Linked DNA regions of Mus musculus: all the other regions are linked to region 3. The links are chromatin contacts, called in public Hi-C maps. All regions are on one chromosome and are shown on one strand. Each heading gives the region's core, a stretch centred on a gene start, on an enhancer-like site or on the middle of the called end of the contact. The rest is flanking DNA. Distances are from core to core; before and after follow the strand shown.

Region 1 (3,885 bases), core at 1,129-3,628, 590 kb before region 3:
GTGCAACAAAAGGCAAACGCAGAGAGCTGGATGGCCTTGACCTGGAACTGATCAGTCCTTAGGGACAGACAGGAGACCAAGCAGAATACAGGACCATTGTACAATGAATGGCCAGACTTTGTTCCTAATAGGTAAGCTGCAGGTCCATGGGCATTTGTGCGTGGTGAGTGTGTCTTTGTATGTATGGTGTTCCTTCAACTTCATCCTGAACCTATGCTAGGAGATGAGTTAGGAGGGCACTCAGAATGAGGGCTGACAACTTTAAAACCAAGTAGTTTAATCATTAAGGCTTTATCCACATGCTGCTAGTCTGACCTGAGGAGACTAGTTGGGTCCTAGAGATTCAGTTATTCACATGGCCAATAACTCAGCCAATTGCTCCTGAGTCAAAACTCTGGACTGCTGTGCCACAGGTGAGTTTCCAAGCTGGTGATACACACTAAAGAATGTGGAAGGTAGGGTCCTGATGACGTGGATAGCCCACATTTAGGAATCTTCTAGAGCTATTATATCCCTATGTTGCAGATCCTGATTTGTAGCTTTTCTACATAGCCAAAATTGTAAGTATAGTGTTTCCTGAGCTCTGAAAGTTGTTCAGTTGAATTGCTGGTCCTGGAGGAGACATGGGAATCCAGGGACTGATAGCTGGTTAATCAGAAATGCAGGTGGCCTGATAATCTCAGAGCTTGTGGCTGGGTGTCCACAGGGAGGGCATCCTCTCAGAGGACTGTACTCTAGACCTGTGGAATTTGACCTGGCTCAGTAGTTAGTGTAGGAATTACCTTGCAAAGCTCATAATAGGAAATCCACTACTATTGACAAAATCAAGTCAGACGTGGGGTGCAGGGAGGGGGCACTTTACCAAGGATTAGACTCAGAGAGAGAACACCAGAAGAGGCAGGTTATAAGTATCTGGGCTCCTTCAGAAAGTATTTTGTAGGCATCACTCCCTGGGGGGGAGGAGTAGACTGCATTATTTTATTTATGAGTTGATAAAAGTAAACACAAGCCACAACAAATCAACCAACCTTGACTCGTGGCTCACCTGACATTTTCCAACTCCATTAACTTTGGAAAAATTGCAACTCTTCATGACCTTTGTTTCCCCGGATTCAGCAGAACCCAGGCGAGTCCCCGTTTCTAAGGCGTTGTGATTATACAGGATGAACATGCATTCTGAAAAGTACTAGGTCAATAAAGTAGTCTCCAAAAGCAAATTTGACTTGGATGTTCACATAGATATGAACAAATGTTTAAGTATCTGCCACATGCTATGTGCTAGGCTGGGCTTTGAAGAACCAGGGTTAATGAGATGTGCACTGTTTCCGCTTGAAGCCCATCATCATCCCCTTAATGCTGCAGCGATGGAGTCAGCCTCTTATTATTTCCAAAGAGATCGCAATGAAGGAAGCAAACTGCGGGAAGGGGGCTAGATCAAAGAGCTAGCGGATTATCTGCATGGGGGTGGAAAAGGCTGGGGATGAGCCTTGTCTTACTGCTGGGAGAACAGAAATTGACTGAAGATGGAATGCAATGGTCTATGAGAGTCCAGCAGCTTTGGCAGGGTGTAACAATCACGTGAAGCAAGTCCCAACAGCAGGATGCATGAGAATATTACACACAAGTAATAAGGGGCAAAAGTCATACTGATAGAGTTGGGAGAGGTTAAGCAAGAAAGAAGATGAGAGGGACTAGATAAGGCAGCATAAACACAGCCAAAGATAGGCTAGTGTGGACGCAGGGATCTCTAGAGCCACTGGGGGGGACTTTGTGTTCATATAGAATTCACCCTGCACTTCTCAGGCAGCCTCTCAGCCTAGGAATAGGCCTCCAGGAAGGTTCTGGCACTCTAGTGGGGTTGAGAACTTCTAGTTTATCCAGCTGTCAGAGGATGATGGTTGCTAATTACACAGAGGGACGCAGCTGGTATCGACAATTACCCTTTTATTGTACCAATATGCTGATAGGACATTGTTTCAGATAAACCAGCTTAGTTTCTACAATGGTGGATTTACAGCCTTGAGTTTGTTTTTTTCCATCTGTGAATTTTCATCCTCAGCTCTTGTTGGCATCTGAAATCTTGGTAAGTTGGGAGGTAATATGTGCTTTTCTTTTAGTTCTCTCTCTCTCTCTTTCTCTCTCTCTCTTTGAGTGGGAGGTCAGCTCTGCCTCATACAGCAAAGTGAAATCAGTTGGATGCTGTTGGTGAAATCTCAAGGATGGCATGGAAGCTAAATTTTAACCGTTAAAATCATTTGAGCTAACCAAATCAACAATAAATCACAAACTCCAGATTTTTGTTTAAAGGGGAGGAGACCAAGCCAGTGGATGTGCAAATTAGCCAGGCCACGACTTGCTGGCTCTCGTTCACTTTGTAAACAAAAGCAGGCCTGAATTCAATCAAACATTACTTGTTAAAGTAAACTCACAAAAAGCTGGTGAGAATTAAAGTAGAACAGAAGATGGCTTTAATAATTTCATTCTCCAGCTCTTAGCTGAAAATAAAAAAAAAAAACCCACCATTCTGATCTGTGGGGCGTGTTCTTCCCCTCAAAACATTAAACAGCATCTCAGTGGGGTTATTCATGTATTTAAAAATGTTACCTGTGGCACTGGGTGAATGACTTCTGAACTCTACATCTGTGGATTTGGTGATATTCTGGTAAGCTTTTAGAAGCTGCATCGAGGGAAGAAACGGGATTGATTGGCTAGCTGAAGGTCTCATTGATTGACAGATAACACATATCTGGTATGCCACACTTGTTTGAAGTGACACCGGGAGATTAGTTATTTCTAGACTCTTTGCTTTGGTCTTTAATCTATGCAGAGCTGTTGAGCTTCCTCTTAAAACTGAGTAATGCCTGAGGGCTTTTGCTCTATGAACTGAAAAATAAGTGGACCATGGTCTTATCCCTCCCCTTCGCCCCTACCCCACTCCCTCCACATAAAGTGTTCTGCTGAGGTTTGGATTCTCAGAGAGGAGCAACAGGAGTACTACCCGAAACCCCGGAAAAGGCAAGTCCAGAGGTTAAATAAAAGTCCAGGCTTTGCCCTACAAGTGCCAGGGCCATGGAAGGAGAATTGAACTTCAGGACAGTGTGCCAGGTCGGGGTTCATACACAGAACCAGAGTTTTCTGTTGGGGCAAGAGGTATAGCTCCCAGTCGTCCACCTGAGCTGTAGCAAGCCTGAGACCCCTTCCACCTGCGAGCTTGAGTGGCCTTCCAGAACCTTAAGATGAATCGACTCATTTCAGGACTGGCCTGTTGATGAGGAAATTCTACCCACCCCAGAAGGTCTCCAGAGAATCCTCCCTGCTTCCTTGCTTTTCTATGTTCTCTGCATTGTTGACAGCGAGGCAGACACAAAATATATTTAGCCTGAAAGATAACACACAGTAACACCATAACAGTGCAGAGAGCGAGCGGGTGAGACCAGACAGGTGCAGTGCACGTCGAGCGAAACCAAAGCAGTAAGAAGCTCTTTGTTCTGGTATGGACTCCAGGAGGCAAACCTCTCCGTGGCCTCATTGAATCAGCCAACACCAACAGTGAACAGCTCGGGAGAACCCCAGGCTGCAGCTTCTTGGCCTGAGTCTGTACTCAGGCGTACCAGTTAGTCATAGAATAACTACTATACGGCCTTGAAGCTTTTACGCACCTGAAGAGGATTCACTTACCGCTTAGTGATGACTGAGAAGTAATTACCACTTGATTGTTAATAATTACCAATTGCAGGCCTATGTGATGACGGTGAACTAAAGGAAGCCTGCTTACAATTTCTTCTGGTCCTGTTGAGGGCTTCTTTCCAAACCACTATGGGAATAGAAACCATGGGGCCCATCCTTTTAGCTATTACCGAGGTTGAGAGAGGACCTATCTCCCTC
Region 2 (4,229 bases), core at 412-2,911, 620 kb before region 3:
ACAAGGTGGAGGGAGATTCCCAATGTCAGCCTCTGGCCACCACGCGAGGTCACATGTGCAAGCACTCACACACATGTGTGCATATGCATGCACACACAAAATGCACATGTGCACACACACATACATCCACATGTATACACACATGCATGTAAACAAGCATATGACACATGTATATCCACATGCATACACATGTACATGCATATATGCGTATTCATATACACACATGAATACACGTGCATACACACAGACACAAATGAAAAAGCAACAGTTGCCTGACGCTACTTTCCCTCCCCACATTTGCTGTTTTGCATATTTTGTAATTATTCACTAGTTGTCTCTTTATTTCTTCTAACCATCACAGGGAGGGAAAGTAATCTTTCTGCTTAATCCCATGGTGTGGGGTGACACTCTTATAAGGCAGCAAGCCTCTCTACCATGGTGTAACAGCAGGCCTCATACTCCACACCCCATCTCCATAGGAACCAGGACTTTCCCAGACCAGGGTTGCAGTTTGGGTCCTGAATATTACGACTGGGGAGGGAGTAGAAGAAACTTCCATACTGGTGCCCTGAGGTAGAGAAATCAGAGTATGATTCTACTCCATCGGATCTCAGACAGGACAGAGTTTTCAAAGCAGCACCCAGGAATGCTGCCAATAAAGTCAAAGGGCCACCTGCACAATGGCCCAGAGGAGACAAGTCAGAGTTAGAGTCTGGGTGGAACTGAAGGATGGAAGGTCAGGAGTGATAGAGGAAACTTTTGAACCACTGCAAGAATGAGGTGCAGCACGGAGCCTGTCCTTCATGAATTGGCCACTGACTAATCAAAAGCAACTTGTAAGTGTGGCAAAATGATTAAAATACACTGCTGGGTAGATCCAGTGTACAGCCCACCTGATTGCCTGTGTGGAAAGGAACTTCACAAATGCGTTTGCTTTCTCAGTGCGTTCTGCATTCTAGGAAAGTGCTCTACTGCTGAGCTACAGCCTCAGTCCTCCAAAAGACCTATGAATAAGAGACACATCTAGCTCTACATCTTTAGTTGCCCACCAGTACTGAGCTAGAATCGATGGGAAATGAATGTATGTACGCTACTTTCCCTCCCCACATTTGCTATTTTGCATATTTTGTAACAGTTTGGCCAAGCGGCTCAGACAGCGGCAGCAAGTGGATTTGGCTTCTCTCTGTGGCTGGGTGAAGAACGAGTAAGACAATGGCTGCTGGAAGTTCACAACCAACCCAGGGACAAACCTGGGCCTGTTCCTGATCATCAAAAGCCTAAGAGTCCTTGCTTCACACTCCCTCTGACTCTTCATCTTCATGGGGCAGGGGCCTCGTGTTCTGCTTTACAGTGTGGTTGCTCTCGGCTCCCAGCCTGGGTAGGGCAGTGGTATTTGGTTAGTGTGGACTTTGTTCTAAACTCTTCTGGCTTTGTTTGTGTTGTGGAAACTCTGGCTCGTACTCTGCTTTGATTATTTCACATCCATGAGTTATATCCAGAAATCCAGGGTGCAGGCTCATGGAAAAAAATACCTAAATTGATGACTAATTTGACATCAGAAGTTTTTCAACCAGAAAAAAGTAGTGTACTACAGAGTAAGCGGGGCCACTCCACCCCTGGCCTCCTGCCCTCTGCTTGGAGTGAGACTTTCAAGTGTTCCATTGAGAGAGGCTGGGGAGTCACGGAGAGGAGGCCCAGCTATGGGCCCACACAGCAGACAGCCCTGGGCAGGGCACAGTGCTCACTCAAATTTACTGGGCACCACTTACCAAAGCTATTATGAAATACAGTCATAAGCTAGGCTCCGTGACACGTGCCTGTAAGACAGAGACAGGAGGATCACTGCAAGTTTGAGGGCAGCCTGGTCTATCAGTGAATTAAGGACCAGCCTGGGCTTTGTAGTGAGACTGGCTCAAAAGACCAAAGGGGTCTGGGTGGGGGTGGGGTGGAGGAAGAGAGAGGAAGAAGAATAAAAGGAGAAATGTTTGTTATTTGAAAATGATGGTTTAGGAGTGTGTGTGTGTGTGTGTGTGTGTGTGTCTGTGAGTATGTGTGTGTGTGTATGCGTGTAGTGTGTATGTGTGTGTGTGCATGTGTGTGTGTGTGTGAGTGTATATGTGTGTGTGTGTTTATATATGCATGCGCACTTTTGTATATATGAAGGTGGACAGGTGAGGACACCCTTGGGTGCCAGTGCTTACATCCCAACTTGTTTCAGACAGGATCTCCTGTTGGTTTTCTCTCTTCGTGCCAGGCTAGCTGGCCTGCAAGCTTCCATCTCTGCTTCTCATCCCGTCTCCCCATAGGACTGCGGAGTGTGCCACGGCGCCTACGTTTTGTGAGTGCTGAAAACTTGAACCAGGTCGTCACAGCACATGGCAAGCACCGCATCCACTGCGTGCTCTCTGAAGACCTTTTTCTTTTTTTTTTTTTTTAATTGTCCACATTTTTATTTTTACACCATAAGGAATAATTTCCATCTCACTCTCCCTATTGCTTTGCCAGGACACAGAGAAATGTCTGTGCTCAAAATGAAAGGCTCTTGTCTTCTTGGCTGAATATCAAGATTTTCCCAGATTGTCAACTCCTTAAGAGAGGAAAAGCATAAAAGCCAGCTGCAGAAGGGCAGAAGTGAGCTAACACGATCCAGGTGTTTCTAGTTTTCTCCCCAAAGACAGGAGCGTGTGCGCATGCCCTGTCGATCCTATCTGTGGGGCGCTGCCTGATAGCATCAGCCTGGCGATCATAGTTTCGATAGCAGCTGGCGAGTGGATCCCCAGTGTGTGGCAGCTGTAGCTCTCGGGTCGACACTGGTTGTGCAGGAGCATTCTGAAAGTTCATGACCTTGCATTTATCCTCCTTCCAGCTTGATCCATGCATATAAAAAGGATTTTAAAGTAGTAAACTTGTAAAGACATCTTGGGGTGGCCGTGCAGAGGAAAGGGTCTTCAGTCGCAATTCCACCACTGCCAGCCACGGGTCTACGGCAGTCTTCAACTGTCTGATCCACACAAATAAACCATGCTTCCCTTAATGCGCTAAAATAAAATGAATACATTCTGTTGACACAGATTTATTCACAAAAATCACCTAGGCAGAGGGCTGATACAATGCATTTGATGTTTGAAGGCTTGTTAAATCTGAAGTAACTTTCTAAGTGTATGTAATCTACAGTATTTTACAGTGTATGTGTGTGTATGTGTGCACGTGTGCTAGGTTGTGTGTGTGCATGTGTGTGTGTGGGGGGGTCAGAAGGCAGCTTATGAGAGTTGGTTCTCTCCTCCCACCATGTGGTTCCTGGCGATGGAACTCAGGCTTGGCAGCAGGCATGTCTACCCACTGAGACCTCTTGCCAGTTGTAGACTACATTCTGATAAACAACTACATTGACAGAAAGGAAAACAAACAAAAGAATACTCTCCTAGAATCAACACCAAGCTACCTTCTGAACCTGTCCATACCCATGCTTAGATGACACATTTCAAAGCATTTCTGGGTCCTGCAACCTGGATCAAATCTGCCCTGCCCATCCAGTGCTTTCCTCAAACGGATCATTTCAGTGGCAGCCCTTACCTGAGGCCGCTGTCTATGGATGAATAATGGTGAGCCTGCATCCATGTCTGCTCTTCCACACATCCCCATAGATAGAGACCTACTGTCACTTGGCTTAGTTTCTTCTGTATTATACGATGAAGAGAAGCTGGTAGAGGCTGGTGCTGGATGTTTAGTGTTTGAGGAAGACGTCGAGGGGAAAGAAAATCAAGTCAGAGTAAGAGGACTGGGTTGGAGTCCGTGCTTTGTCACTGGGCTGCTCATCTGAATGAGTCACAGAACTCCAAGCCTTTGTTTTCCCTGTTTCTAAAGAGAGATAGAAGAATGAGCATATGTGGGGATACTACGCTGGTAAGAATTAGTTCTACTTCAGTTGAAAGGGTGATTTTTCATAAATATGGAGTTCAAAGTAAAGAATTTATTAAAACGTATCTATAGAGGTAACCTCAAGGAATTACTAAAAATAATAATAGCTTAAATGGAGTAATCTCAGTTGATTGTCACAGGCACCATTATATAGATTGCAAAACACATTGTTACAAAAATAAACATGGCTTCAGCTTTTAATGGTCTAGGATTTTGTGTGTGTGTGTGGTTACTATTGTTTCTGAACATTTTTTTCCTTTACATTTTTGTATTTGACTGGTTTGATGCTATCCCCGAAGCTTCAAGTATTT
Region 3 (3,631 bases), core at 248-2,747:
GAAGCTAGGGTCCTGTGAAAAACCGAGGAAAATGAGAGGAGCTTAGGGTGGGACCAGAACGGCAGGGACATCCAATCCAGCCTCCACCTCAGTGGTCGGGCAACAGAATCCTCTCAGACATTATCTGGGATGTGAATCCTTCCTGTGAGGTCCTTGATCATTGTATCTGCCACAACATCAACCTGCTCTTAAACAGTAGCACCGGTGAAATTTCTGAGCTGCTGGAATGTGCTCCCAAATGATGTGTTCTGGTTGAAATAAGTGCAGAAAGGAAAAATCTCCCTTAGCTCTTCGCAGAACTCAGAGAGGAGCAGCTCTCACTGCATACCGTTCTCCTTAGCACTCACACACTTGGCAGGTACCATCTTGCCAGTTCCTTAAGAGACTTGCTTACAGAGGTTGATACTGGCAGCCGATCCAGACTCCGAGATACAGCTGGGGTCTGATGCCTGCAGAGGGAAGGGAGTCTAGCTGAAGGTCTATAATTTACCTGTCTGATACCAGATCCCAGTGAAGGCTTCATTCACCCTCCAGAGCAGCTTCGTGATGGGGGCCCAGCCTTGGGGTGGGGGGCTATCTACCCTCATTTTAAGGCCTTGTAGTCATTTCCTCGCTAGTGTGAGGGAAGGTTTTGTACAGTTATAAAAGAATAGAACACTCTCCTCTTAGTTCCTAATATATTATGTCCTCCCCTGCCGAGTCCCGGGACTTAGTCTGGATTTGGTAACTAAAGTAATATAAATGTTAGCTAAGAAGCATTCCCGCAATATGGTTCCAATTTAGGCTTGTTTTGAAGTCTAAAGGCCCAATATGTCTCGTAGATTCTTCGCTGGACATTAGCGTTAATGTAATTTGCGGAGGAGCACAGGCCAGTGAAGAAGGGAGGCCCTAGCCCTCTTTGGATGGGATCTGGGCCTTTCCCATGGCCAGGAGTTGCCTGTGCTTGCCTAGAGTACCCTAGGTCTCGGGGTTCACTCTGGAAATTGCCCTATACTTGAGAGAGTGATAGAAGAAGCATATGGGTGCAGTATCCTGTTCCCAGAGACCTTGCCCTGACTCTGCAAAGGAACATTCCCAGGCCAAGGCAAGCCTCCCTCTGCAAGCTGTTTGCACTTTACTTCAATAACGGCTCTCCCCTAGTTTCACGCATGCCTTTTCAGAGTCAAGCTAGGCACCCCCTTGCGGGGGCGCCCACGAGGACCCCGCAGGCCAGCTCACACCCCCTTCCTAGGTGCCCCCACCCCTGCATTCCCCGTAATGAGCATCCCCCCACCCCCTTGGAACTGCCTGCCCTTTATCTTGCTGGGGGGACCCGCACCTTTTGAACTGCCATCTGTAGATTGTGTTGGTGCAGTGACTTGTTAACTGTGCCATGCTGTGAAGGAAATGGCATGATTTAGATCAAGTGCTCAGGACGGCTGTTCATAAGAAACACTTGAGCCAAGCTGTTGCTGCTCGGAGCGTGCCCTGGGGAGACGGGTTCCGTTTTGGGTCACGGTCCTGCCTTGTATGAGGGCAGGCGCAAAGCAATCCCGGACTTCACTGGGGCTGCAGGGAGGGGGGAGGGGAAGGGCATTATGAACCATGAAGCTGCCAAATTAACTTCTCACCCTTTCAACCACACTCCAGAGAATAAAAGCTGAACATGTCTGCCTCAGAACCAGGCTCGGTTTATGCCAAACAAGTTCTTTCTCTAATTTATCAGCCCAGCTAGCTATCCTAATTACGGGAAATTTCTGCTGTTTATGCAACCTCTTTCTGAAGAGGTACAATGAATAACCAGCTGGGAAATGGCTCGTGGGGAGTTTTGTGAACTGGGACTTCACCCCAAAACTACCTATCAAAGAAAATAAAAATAAACTGCTTCTGGTTCTGACGGACCAAAAAAAAAAAAAAAATTGAATGGAGGAACCACGGCAGGTAAACGTAGGTCATTAAGTCCTCTGAAATGGCAAGTATCTATATGTGAAATCTAATTAGAGACAAAGGTGAGGCCAAGACAGTGTTATAAAAAGGGAGCCTTTGGCTTCATTCATCAACTCTCAGGCTAATTCCACGGACACCCATTTGTCCATTATATGGAAATAAATGATTAGGGTCATTCTCTAAGACAAATTTACTTTTCTGCACACTCTAAATCTGTTTAGTCAGTTTAAAGGTGTCAATTATTGGAACAGGCTAAGACTATGAATTTCTTAGTAATAGCTTTAATAACGTTTTGAAATGAAAAGCAGATACCTTGAAATCAGCCTGCTTTGAAAAGACCTATGAGGGGCTCTGGTTTTCATTTGTGTGGCGTTCTACATCTGGAATCCCTTATAATTAAAACTAAAAACCGAACTACTACTTCCACCTGTCAAATGATGAAAAGATGGATGCACTAATAAGTTACTAAATAGCCCAACATGATCGAGTTTACATTGGAGTCCGCTACAGTAAAACAGAACTCTGGACAGGAGGCTAAAGGTCTCGGTCATTACTAATAACACTCTCGGCATTAGCCTGTGCGTCCTGCTGTAACTACTGGCGGGGTCTCTTAAAATAAGAGTGGCTTGTTGGGAAGTCTTTGTTTAAAAAGGAAACATAAACTTCAGAAAAGAATATTTAAAACACATAAACTGACCAGACTTTGCTTCCCAAAGTTTGTTTGCAACACTTCTGAAACTCTTTTTTCCGGGGCTTCTTATAGCAATGCCATGCAGCTGCTAAATTTGGTACGCACAAATGTCTACCAAACATTCGTGTTGAAACAAACAAACAAACAAACAAACAAACAACCCACCCTTGTGCCAGCCCTGGAGATATGGCACTGAGTAAATATGTACCTTTCTTTGTATGTAATGTAGAAATAGAAAAGCATGCAATAGTTTCCTCTTTCTTCAGAATGAATAAGCAAGTATGCTTTTGCCTAGATTCTGTTAAGAAGCGACAGCTCTCTCAAACCTCTCTCTGTCACTCCAACTAAAACAACAATGGTCATTAAGGTGCCCTTGGACTGTCACTGACATTCAGAAGGTTAATTATTCTCAAAGGTAAATCCTGAGTTGTAATCCCCTCTGAAGCTGTTGGCTGGGACTCCCAAGTTCGAGCTGTGTGGGCGGCCCCCAAAGGCTCATTCTTCTTGTTACACAAGTCAAGCTTTCCTGTCATGAAGTAAAAATGGAAATATCATATTTTGAAAAGAGCATCAGTTCTCCTGGAGGGAAAAAAAGTATTGGAGCATTTTGCTGGTGATGGAAAGGTCTTTCCATGGGCTGGGCACTGCCTGGAGAGAAAGATATCTTAAATGTCCCTTCAATACAGTGACTGCCAGTGTCACCTGAGAACAATGCCTACAGCCATGATTACAGTGAGCCAAACTCTCCCTGTGGGAAAGCTATACCCACCAAAGGGATTACAATCCAATTTAACCCTTTGAGACCACCAGAGACCCCATGGGTACATTCCATTTGAGGAAAAAGCTTTATTTGGTTGTCACCCACTTGATTTAAGAAATATGTCCAAACTGGCCACCTAAACTCGCCATCCAGCCTGAAGATACTCCACCTGGCCAGCACGCTGGGGTTTTATAGCAGCATTATTTCCAATATCTAAAAGGTAGAGACAGCTGGTGGTGCACACCTTTAATCTC

The links. Hi-C and Micro-C count contacts between places; a contact is called where the count stands out from the background.
Region 1: a contact with region 3 is called in a Hi-C map of liver, with 2.3 times the contacts expected there. The contact joins two enhancer-like sites. A contact is called at or near these places in 1 of 484 Hi-C or Micro-C datasets (liver) and 1 of 9 other capture datasets (embryonic trunk).
Region 2: a Hi-C map of liver shows a contact between it and region 3, with 3 times the contacts expected there. The contact joins two enhancer-like sites. A contact is called at or near these places in 4 of 484 Hi-C or Micro-C datasets (cranial neural crest and liver), 3 of 115 datasets of contacts at active chromatin or transcription factors (astrocytes, craniofacial prominence and fibro-adipogenic progenitors) and 2 of 9 other capture datasets (embryonic tail and embryonic trunk).

What each region holds. Positions count from the first base shown.
Region 1 is chr14:46,015,148-46,019,032 of GRCm38.p6, forward strand. No RefSeq gene overlaps it. Among named protein-coding and RNA genes, the nearest start is that of Gm34499, 200 kb to the right of the region's middle. Within about 2 kb of position 2,379, at least 18 of the 459 cell types and tissues checked have an H3K27ac peak or open chromatin away from gene starts, as enhancers often do. A contact at or near this core is called in liver, where this site is marked.
Region 2 is chr14:45,981,995-45,986,223 of GRCm38.p6, forward strand. No RefSeq gene overlaps it. Among named protein-coding and RNA genes, the nearest start is that of Gm34499, 240 kb to the right of the region's middle. Within about 2 kb of position 1,662, at least 21 of the 459 cell types and tissues checked have an H3K27ac peak or open chromatin away from gene starts, as enhancers often do. A contact at or near this core is called in liver, where this site is marked.
Region 3 is chr14:46,603,869-46,607,499 of GRCm38.p6, forward strand. It overlaps 4933425B07Rik (RIKEN cDNA 4933425B07 gene), which reads right to left. Exons shown (of 5, transcript NR_046460.1): 4 at 1,319-1,375; 5 at 1-449. Among named protein-coding and RNA genes, the nearest start is that of Gm41146, 20 kb to the right of the region's middle. Within about 2 kb of position 1,498, at least 21 of the 459 cell types and tissues checked have an H3K27ac peak or open chromatin away from gene starts, as enhancers often do. A contact at or near this core is called in liver, where this site is marked.